2 separate regions of the Mus musculus genome follow, and region 2 is linked to region 1. The links are chromatin contacts, called in public Micro-C maps. All regions are on one chromosome and are shown on one strand. The core of a region is the stretch at or near the end of the contact, and the rest is flanking DNA. Distances in the headings are between cores, read along the strand shown. Region 1 has its middle 8.9 kb from the start of Gm22371. Region 2 overlaps Spats2l (spermatogenesis associated, serine-rich 2-like).

Region 1 (5,182 bases), core at 2,678-5,177:
ATGACCGACTAGGCCATTCTCTGCTACACATGCAGCTAGAGCCATGAGTCCCACCATGTGTTTTCTTTGACTGGTGGTTTAGTCCCAGGGAGCTCTGGGGGTACTGGTTAGTTCATATTGTTGTTCCTTCTATGGGGCTGCAAACCCCTTCAGCTCCTTGGGTCCTTTCTCTAGCTCCTTCATTGGGGGCCCTGTGCTCAGTCCAATGGTTGGTTGAGAGCATCCACCTCTGTATTTGTCAGGCACTGGCAGAGCTCTCAGGAGACAGCTTTATAAGGCTCCTTTCAGCAGGATCTTGTTGGCACCCGCAATAGTGTCTGGGCTTGGTTATTGTATATGGGATGGATCCCCAGGTGGGGCAGTCTCTGGATGGTCTTTCCTTCCATCTCTGCTCTGAACTTTAACTCCGTCCATGGGTGTTTTGTTCCCCCTTCTAAGATGGGCTGGAGATGTAGCTTAATGGTAAAGTACTTGTCGAGCTTGCACTGGGCGTTGGCGCCAATCCTCATCACCACAGACATAAGTTAAGTAAGTTCTAAACAATAGAAGAGGAGGGGAAACCGTTTATTAGTTTCACAGTCATGGCAGTCAGAAATAGCATCAAAGCAGTTGGACCGAAACCCATCGCTTCAGTGTGTCTAGGTTTGGTTATGATGAAGAGCCAGATGTGTTAATTTCCTACTACCTTACAAACTGGCCACTCACATAAAAATCATAAATAACTATAAATAAGCACTCAGCATGTCCCAGGAACCAAAGTCTTTGTGTGTGAATCAACCCTTTCAGAAACCTGTGAGGAACAAACCCACTGAGAAATTCACCAGCCTCACAGAAGAGTCAAGGCAGGCCAGGAGTGAGCCCCACCATCTAATGGCAATACCAAGCCTTGCGGCTCACACACTAGCTTGGGGCTCAAATACCGGGCATCGTTCTACAGTCTTAAAATACAGAAGAAAGTAAGATGGGAACGGTTGCCCCTGATTCCAGGAAAGAGCACACAAGTCCTGGCTCACTCACTAGAGATAAGGACTCTCCTATATGGTCATGTGCCCCGACTACACAAAATTAATTAAAAAAAAAAAACAATTATATGATGTTCTGTAAAATGCCAACTCAGAGTAGGCTTTTAGTCTTTGCCTTTATATTCTTTTTAAACATGAGACAGGCACTGGAGAGAAGGGAGTCAACGGGCTCTTTATTTCAGATTTTCTTATTTAGAAAAATCTGCTGCTTCTTGTTTGTGGCAGGCAGCTCTCTGACCATATCCACATTCTATTATAACATAACCCTCTTACTGCATTTGGAAGAAGATAACATTTTTTTTTAGTCTGCTTTCTTTCTTTCTTTTTATTATATTTCTTGTTTGAAATGTTCAGTCTAGAAGCCTTTGAGATGAGCCAATATTGTCCTAGTAGAAGCTCAGGTATGTGCCTGAGGCCACCCACCTGGTGAGACTAGAGCAGCCACCTGAACTGGTATGAGCTTCACCTAAAGTGACAGGATTGGCACTTCTACAGCAAATCTTGTAAAAATCCTTTGGTGTTTTTTCTCCCCCCAAATGAAAACCCTGCTGTCAGTTCAAACCAGGTGACTTTTGACAAGCTGGGGATTTGGGACATTGATAGGCTTCAAGCCCTTGAGTTGTGTGAGCTGACATCATTGAATCCCTGACACAGGTCAGCCGGACAGCTTGCAGACATGGTTTGAAGTTCACTGTAGTGGGCCATCTCTGGAACCCAAACACCAGGGGACAGGGCATGTGGTATGAGAAGGACTGACCTGAGCCACAGGGGATGGAATAATTTTATATCAGGAGAATGGTTCATTTTATTAAAAATGTCCCTATGAATAAAAAGAATTATGCACCTGGACACAGCAGCACTTGCTGCTCTTCCCAAGCAGATAACTGTATCGCCACGTTGTGGAACCACTCTGGCTTACGAAAATGCTCATGATATGATCTGCTAGGAAACAGGAGGCTTGCTCTGAAGAGGAGATGTTTGCCTCAGAGGAGGCTCTCCACAGCCTGGATAGGAATGACAGAGAGGAGAAGAAGCCAAGGCATTCCAGAAAAGCGCTGGGGTACAGAGCCCTGTGGAGACCAGGAGCTGGGGAAGCTAGCTCCCTTTCAATCTTCCCTCCATTGGGGAAACAGAAGATCCACTGGAAAGTCCTTATTCCCCTTGGCAACACAGCTATCATGGGATCGTAAATCATTTTAACCAGTAGGCATAGTCAACAGATAACTAGATCCAACACCCAGGGGCAGTGAAAGGAAAGCATTAGGGTTACTAAGATCAGAGGTTCAAATGCCAACACTCCACAGGCTGTGCCAATCTCTGCAAGTCCTCTGCCTCTCTGCTCAGGTTTCTGCATTTGACAAGCGAGAGCAGTGAGAGCCACCTCACTGGCTTCATCGTGAAATGAACACTTTGTGTTTGCTTTCCTGTTAGTTTCCCCAGTGTGTTGTAACAAAGAACTATAAATTAGTGTCTCAAAACAGCTAGATCATTTTCCTTCATCTTTCCGGAATCTATGGTTCCAAAAATCAATATATGATCAATCTATGTTCCCCCTGAAACTTCACTTCCAGCTTCCAGCTTCTGATGGTCCCAGACCTCCTCAGCTCACAACTGTGATGGCCACTGACTGCGCCCATTTTCATCCTCTCTCCACGTCCTCTTCTCATCTCAAAAGAACCAGACAATGGAATCAGGACTCACCCTAATCCAGAATGTTCTCCTGGATACATGTGTAAAGTTCTGGAAAAGATCGGAGTCTCAGTTTCCCTATGGATACAGATTTGGTGAGCACTACCGATACTCAATGGCTGGTCGAAAGGACACATGACGGGGACAGCGTCAGCCTTCAAGAAATAAGAGAGCATCTTCCTGTTTTTGTTATTTTTGCCACTGCAGATGCTGTTGGTGTCTTTTTAGGGAGTACGGGATGTAGCAGTGGTTCAAATGAAAATGTCCTCTGTAATAATTGCAGGTATGAATACTCAGTCCCCGGTTGGTGAAAGTGTTTGGAGAGGTGTGGTTTTGCTTCAGGAAGTATGTCACTGGGGGTGGACTTTGAAAGTAAGAGCCTCCTGCAGTTTCTGGTTTCTCTCCCTTTGTGCTTATGGCTGCAGTTTGGTCTTCAAACTCTGGCTGTGCCTGCTGCTTGTTACCATGGCTCTACTTTTTTTTTGGTTTTTTCGAGACAGGGTTTCTCTGTGTAGCCCTGGCTATCCTGGAACTCACTTTGTAGACGTAGACCAGGCTGGCCTCGAACTCAGAAATCTGCCTGCCTCTACCTCCCAAGTGCTGGGATTAAAGGTGTGCGTCATGACGCCCGACTCAACAGGAACTCTTATCTCTCTGGAACTGTAAGCCAAAACAAGTTCTTTCCCTTAAGTTGCCTGGACTATGGTACTTTAGCACAGCAGAAAAAAACAGGTTTACTTAGGGGTGGAAAAAGCAAGGCTGGGGAGCAGTGGGGATAGAGGCAGTTGGAAGATCCAGCTGGGAAGATGGTTCAGCGACCAAGAATGAGAAAGTGTTAGGTAACATTCCTCCAGTGGACTTGTTTGGTTCCTGTAGTCTCCATGACAACACTCAGGGATAAAGTATCAGGAAAATGGACAATGTACCTAGCCCCAGGCTGGGTCTGCCCAATTAGTGTGGCTTCCCTTACTTGGGAGAAAGGAAACAAGAAGATGGGAGGGGGGTGTTTAAGAACACTTTTCCCCCTCCTATTAAACATATTTCAGAATATTTCTTAAGGGAGGAAGAAGAGGAGACTAGATTCTAGAAGTGACGCTTCGAGGGAACGCAGGGCTTCTTGCCGAAAAGGAAGTAATTGTCGACGGGGATCCCTGAGCCCTGGCAATAAATCAAGCGGAACAAAGATGTGAAAGCAGCTGGAAGAGCGGGTGCCTCTTCCTTCCCTAGGCAGGGATGGCAGGCATCCTAGACACTGAAGCTTTTGTTAGTAATGTGATCTGAATACGCCAAAATCTCACCCTGAGGTTAAAGTGTACTCTGCCAGGCGTCGCTGCAAACAGTTTCATACAGATATGGCACACATCTTTGGAAAAGATGGAAGGATAAGAGTAAAGTCACAGCTACTGAGTACAAAAAAGAAAAAAAAAATCTTTTGATCCTCTTTTTTCTAGAGACTGTTCTGGTAGCCTTGTCACTGGATGCTCTTGGTACTGGTTTTAAATTATGGACCTATTGACAGAGTGGTGAAGTCTGTAGATTTCTCATCATTAAAAAAAATGCTTTAAAGTAAATACACTTAAAACTAAATAAAACCGTCTATAACAACTCAAAGCAAGCCAGTGGTATCAAAAGGTAGGTATTAAAATGTCAAAACAAAACCAACAGATATGTGATATGGTTCTATGTGTACTTCTATATTAATGTGCTAAATAACAAGAGCTAGCAGCAGGTTCCACAGTTACTGCAGTTTTAAAGCAATGAAGAGTGTGAGCAGTGTTTCTAGCTGTCCCGAGTGGGAGCTGCAAATTATCTTTGACTTGCGTTCACAATTGAATCAAAACTCTCCATTTCAGCTGGAGATGGATAAAAACCAACACGGGGTTTGCCCCCATTCCAGTTCTCGGAATTCTATCTGCCAAGATTTGTGCCCCGTCCCAATTTAAAGGCTACACCATGTAAACCTCACAGGCACCCAGTTTTTGGTGGGGTTCTGCCAGACAGAGGAGTACCGACCATTATGTTAGCAAAGGCTGCCGCCTGCTGGCCAAAACATTCAGACTGTTCACTTAATTGGCTGTGTTAGAAAACAATGGGGCAAGCTATTAATTCACTGACTCGCATCTAGAAATGGAGCAGGAGGCTACTTGTCAACCCAGCCCCATGGCATCCAATCAGTGCAGATTTAAAAGCCCCCTTTGGCTTAGCTGGCAAGTGCTGATGGCTGGTACTGTTGGTCATTAGCAATGTGGGACAAGACGCCAGCATGGCAGGCTGTTTCTAGGGAGATTGCTCTGCTCAATTCTGATCTGTGAAAGTACAGATCGCTTAAAGGTTAGATTTCCCAGTGGGCTTGTCTGACCAAGGTGTTCAGGATCTACTTTCAGTGCTAAGGGCATGGGGCTATATGGAGAGGAAGGAAAAGGAATTCAGAGCGACCCGTGTGCCAGAAACCAGCTAAGTACTTTCACGTA
Region 2 (5,091 bases), core at 1,455-3,954, 360 kb before region 1:
CATGATGAGCTTGCTACACGAGTCAAATCCCATTTTGGCTCATTCCCAAGGGCTGTCCAAAGTCTTCTGCTACACTGGAATTGTGTACTGTGGATGCTTCCTGAGTCACAGTAAAAGAAAAGAAAAAAAGAGAAGAAAAGAAAGGATTTCCATCCTAATGGGATCAGCTACATTAATGAATACTGTTAAAGAATTTTATGTAGTATAATTTATTGTAGACTGTACAGCAAGGGAAAAAGTTACAAATGTCACCCCTCCCTTTTCTCAACTCTGAGTTACATCTTACATTCTACGGAAGTATGCAGGCTTCTTTTCCAACATCTGCTTTTTCCCTGGCCTTTAACCAGGCCCAGTACAGTGCAGACACTCAGGAAATGGCTGCTGAAGAAATGGATGAGATGAAGCTTTGGCACCAAAGCAAAGGAAGGAATTTCATGATAGTTTCCTGTGCGGAAGGAAAAGCAAAAGCCAGACACAGTTCCAAAATGAGAACAGCGCGCAGGTTTAGGTGTCACCAAGCATGTTCAGCAAGGTCTGAGCCCAATGGGCCTTGGGTCAGCTCACTCAGGTCAAAGGGATTTGTTTAAAATATCTAGTACTCGACTCCCACCCCTAAGGACCCTCCCCCCCATTTCAACCATTAATTATCTGTAGACATCTTCATAAACACCCTACCATATAGCCCAATCAAGAGTGTTCCCATCCTGGCCATTCCCTCTATTACAGGGAGATAAAGGCAGAGGAAGAAGATAGGTGGGGTTTCTGATCCTGACATAAAGAGGATGAGGGGAGGACGGGTGTGGGGGGGATTGATGGCCCATAGGTCACTTTTCCTGGTATCAAGCTTCCTAACTTCTCCTTATCTTTCCTGCTCTCCAGCAGCACAATTATATTCTACAATGTCATCTTATCAGCTTTTATATTGAAAGCTAAAATGCATATCAAATATGTCATCTTTGCTTCTATTTCAGGACAGCATAGTAAATCCAAATACCTATGTTTTAGATTTGAGACAGAGTCTCGCTATATAGGCTTGGCTGTGCTAGAACTTCCTATTTAAGCCTGGCTGGCCTCTAACTCATGAGTGATCTTACTGACTCTGCCTCCTGAGTTCTGTGATGACAGATGTAGCTTAAATGTCTACCTTTACAAAGGACTTTAAAGTGTTCTAAAGACTGCTCTTTAAGCCTCAATCTCAAATTTAACTCTCCATCCTCTAAGGATTTGTGCTTCAGGAATGAGCATCCAACTTTTGAGAGATTCTAAGCTAGGCAATTGGGGGTTTCAGAGGAGAGAAAATACCTGTGGCAGTATCATCTAATAAGGTAGCAAAGAATCAGAAATGCCTGTGGGGTTAGACCTAGGAAAGGTACTTGTTTATGAATATAGCCACTGTTCATCTGAAAATATTTTAAATTAGCTCCTCTAGTGACTAAGAAAACAAAGCAGGAAAGAACTTCTGAGTTAGCCAAATGATTCGTTCAATATATTTGATCCTTCAAATGATCTGTGACTTTGCAATCCCCATTATCCCCACTGGAGAGTCAAGGATCTGGGGCACATGGAAGGATAGCTCTTTGTCTGGTAGACTAAGTAACAGGTCCAATCTTTAGAAAAGAACTAAAGGTTGACTGGTTGGGCACTTCCCACCCATAACACCTCCATGCGGATGGAGACATTATCAATAGTTCAAGTTGGTAAAGAAGTTCTGTCAGGACCTGAAACTTTCCTGCTTACTGGGACGCTGAAGCTAAGGCTTCTCCCTTTCAAGCATGAGAGTGACTGGAGGAAAGCAGCACAATCACAAGACAGAAGTGAGTGAGCTCAAGAGATGGCGCACCTCGAGAATTCAAAAGCCAAAGCTAGCTGTCCCGACTAGACAGTAACTGGCTGTAAAAGCTACAGCAAAGCACCTCTTATATATGCAAGATTATAACCAGTATTTATTTCTTGATCGCCTTTCCTAGGAATTAGAATCTACGGAATGACAAACCACGATCACCTTATTAAAAAGTAACTTCAATTGCCCCTTTGTTAGGGAGCAATGTAAGGTATTGACTGGCAATACCTGTGCCTTCTTCGTCATATTAATTATATGCTTTTCCTACAAGATTGGCTGCCACACTGCATGCTGTGAGTCAGATCTGAAAGCTGCCAAGATAAATGTTCCCAAAGCCGACTTTTTAAAGACAACTTGGCAGCTCACAAATAGTCCTTTGGCGGGGGTATACCCCAATATACTTCAAGTTTCCCCCATACCTGTACTGATACTCAGAGTATTATCAACATTCCTTCAGTGAGTACCATCCTATGGCTAAAGCTAATCAATACCAAACAAGCAAGAAGAGAAACGTGCAATTTCTTTTGACAGTATCAATTTATTTTAAGTGTTCTTACTGCTTAATTCCTTAGCTGATTTACGTGAAGCACTCTGACTCCCGGGCAGATTAGTGATTCCGACCTTGTCCGTACAACAAAAAACAAAGAAGCTTTCTGTTGTATTGACTAAATAGACGTCTTCTACACATGCAATGCTTTCATCAAGTAATCATATCAATGCTGCTTTCCCTTGACTTAACGCCTTATTTTAATGAGGCTCCATTATAAGACATATAAGAACATCCGCACACAAGAGGAACTGCCATCGAGCAAGCCAAGAGTTCCAGCCAAGTGTCCTATCTTTTACGTGGCACCCAGTGACATTTTGTAGAAAGCACAATAGTGACTATTCATTCTGCTGGCCTCCAAGAGACAGGAATGAGTGCATGGCAGAATAGAAAAGGCTTGTGCTTCCAAACCAGACAGCTGCCTGTACTTCCACTACCTATCTGTGACTCCGGGCAAGCAGCCTGTCTGCCCTCAGACCTTCTTCCTCTGAAAATTAGGGGTGACAGACCTCCCTCAAAGGGGCTGTGCAAGGGCAGAAGGGAAACTCTGCTGTGAAGAACACACAGCATTTAATCTAGCACGTTGGTAAACATTTAAAAAAATCTGAAATCTCTTCTCTTTCAATAAAAATGCCATTAGAAGTAGATTGGAAAGAGAGGCCCATTGGTCAGGCAAACTTTATATGCCCCAGTACAGGGGAATGCCGGGGCCAAAAAATGGGAATGGGTGGGTAGAGGAGTCGGGGGGGGGTGTGGGGGACTTTTGGGATAGCATTGGAAATGTAATTGAGGAAAATACGTAAAAAAAAAAAAGAAGTAGATTCATCTTTGAATCTGTTGTCTATACACATACAAAAAAAAAGTATGGGATATAAACTGTGGTGTTCTTTAGGGTGGCACAGAACTAGAAATGAGCAAACTTTAGGGAAATGATACTATCTAAGTGTATTCATATATTGAAATTTATGCAGTCATTCTAAGTGTTTTCAAATATGTTCTGACAAGGAAATTTTTGACCCTAGAATTTGAGTGAATAAAGCAGGAAAAAGAACTCATCTAGTAACTATAGCTCACACACATGTGGCACAGGCTGTAGACCAAACGCCATGCTCTTATTAATTCTAATAATGAATATACACTATGGCCAGCCCATTTCATGGAAGTGGACAAGGAAACTTAGAGAGTTTTGGAACTGCAGTCACTACATAATAATAATTAGTATAGCTAGGACTAGAACCTCAAGGTGTCAGAACTGGAACACTCCAGGGTTGGGGGCATTACTAGGGACTCAACTCAGGAACTCTTGAGTTACACCCTTAGGATTCAAAGCACTTTTAATTACTATTCTACACTGTTTCTTCAGCACTAACTTCTGTGTCTTTATTGAGGCTTGTTGAGAACACACACACACACACACACACACACACACACCATGGATTCTTACAACCACCACAAAATGTGTATCAGGAAAGCAAACACCAAACTTCAACAGTGACCATCTCCAGCTGGTAAAATGTTAGCTGTGTTTTAACCTATTTGTGTCCATTTCTGTACCTCCTAAAGTGAACAAATATGTACGTATGTTTCCATATTTTTTCACATGAGAAAATGTGTGAGGATGCTTCAAAAACATTAACATAAATATTACTCTTTTAACGAGACAAGATTTGTGCCTTGACTACATGAATTTGAGTTTCTTGTGACTACTAACCTTGTACTCTTTTCTACATCTAGTACAAGGTGAAGGGGAAAACATATAAAAAGCATTTTGTGCATAAATTCTACAAAGTAGTAATGAAAGCACTGTGTGTTATTGGAGAGGTATTTGACATTGATCCAAAAGGCCCACATATAACTATTATTGTTAGTACTATTATTATTTGCAAAAGGAAGAAACAGGAAAGACTTTGCAAATAAAACAGACTATTCTGCTTGGAGTAAACACATCCATAGTTGACACTGTGCCATCAACACAGTCTCTGTCATAGTCATGCCACTGATACTGTCATGGAGCATGTCTGTAGGTGCCAGCTTACTGTCTGGACATGTCTCAGCTCAGTACTATCTCTTCTAGGAGGTGTGAACATGACAACATGCTGGAGAGACACGTAAGGAGTAATTTCCTGTCACTTCAATGATTTGTTTTAAGAACATGTTTCTATAGAAATGAGATGAATAATGTGCTAAGAAGCAATTTTCAGTCTTTTTTTTTTTTAAAAAGAAGAAAAAGTAATGTAACCTAAAACCAATTCTAAACCAGTCTTGTTTCGCTCATAAAAGAGATTCTGTAATGTGTAATAAACAGACCAACGGTGAGCGCCACTAATGTGCTGGGCTAAGACATCCCCTTGTTGTATCCTCTTTGACAACAAAGTAAATGTGGGATCATCATACTAGATTTTTTATTTTAAAAACTAACAAAATTCTCATGCTGAAGTCTCTTGGAGAAAGAAACAGACTCCAGGTGTTTAGAGCTAGGGAGAGTGAAGGTGTGTGTGTGTGTGTGTGTGTGTGTGTGTGTGTGTGTGTGTGTGACTCAGTGACAGAGTCCTTGCCCCGTGTATGGGAAAGCCCTGGTTCCATTGCCCAAACCAAACCACAAACTCAAACACCCACATGATAAGTTAATGAAAGTATCACTAACAAACAATTAAAAACTGGATATCAAAATGGTCTTGATAATGAGGAAAAAACAACTTGACAA

What was found. Hi-C and Micro-C count contacts between places; a contact is called where the count stands out from the background.
Region 2: a contact with region 1 is called in a Micro-C map of stem cell-derived neural progenitor cells, with 9 times the contacts expected there. The contact joins two enhancer-like sites. A contact is called at or near these places in 9 of 39 promoter capture datasets (3T3-L1-derived adipocytes, the HPC-7 cell line, cranial neural crest and 5 more), 1 of 15 datasets of contacts at CTCF or cohesin (embryonic stem cells), 8 of 484 Hi-C or Micro-C datasets (the AtT-20 cell line, Th1 cells, embryonic fibroblasts and 5 more), 7 of 115 datasets of contacts at active chromatin or transcription factors (SST interneurons, craniofacial prominence, embryonic basal ganglia and 4 more) and 1 of 9 other capture datasets (embryonic stem cells).

What each region holds. Positions count from the first base shown.
Region 1 is chr1:57,428,671-57,433,852 of GRCm38.p6, reverse strand. No RefSeq gene overlaps it. Among named protein-coding and RNA genes, the nearest start is that of Gm22371, 8.9 kb to the right of the region's middle. Within about 2 kb of position 3,927, at least 93 of the 459 cell types and tissues checked have an H3K27ac peak or open chromatin away from gene starts, as enhancers often do. A contact at or near this core is called in muscle stem cells, neural progenitor cells and stem cell-derived neural progenitor cells, where this site is marked.
Region 2 is chr1:57,787,669-57,792,759 of GRCm38.p6, reverse strand. All of the region lies in intron 1 of Spats2l (spermatogenesis associated, serine-rich 2-like), which reads right to left. Among named protein-coding and RNA genes, the nearest start is that of Spats2l, 15 kb to the right of the region's middle. Within about 2 kb of position 2,704, at least 24 of the 459 cell types and tissues checked have an H3K27ac peak or open chromatin away from gene starts, as enhancers often do. A contact at or near this core is called in muscle stem cells, neural progenitor cells and stem cell-derived neural progenitor cells, where this site is marked.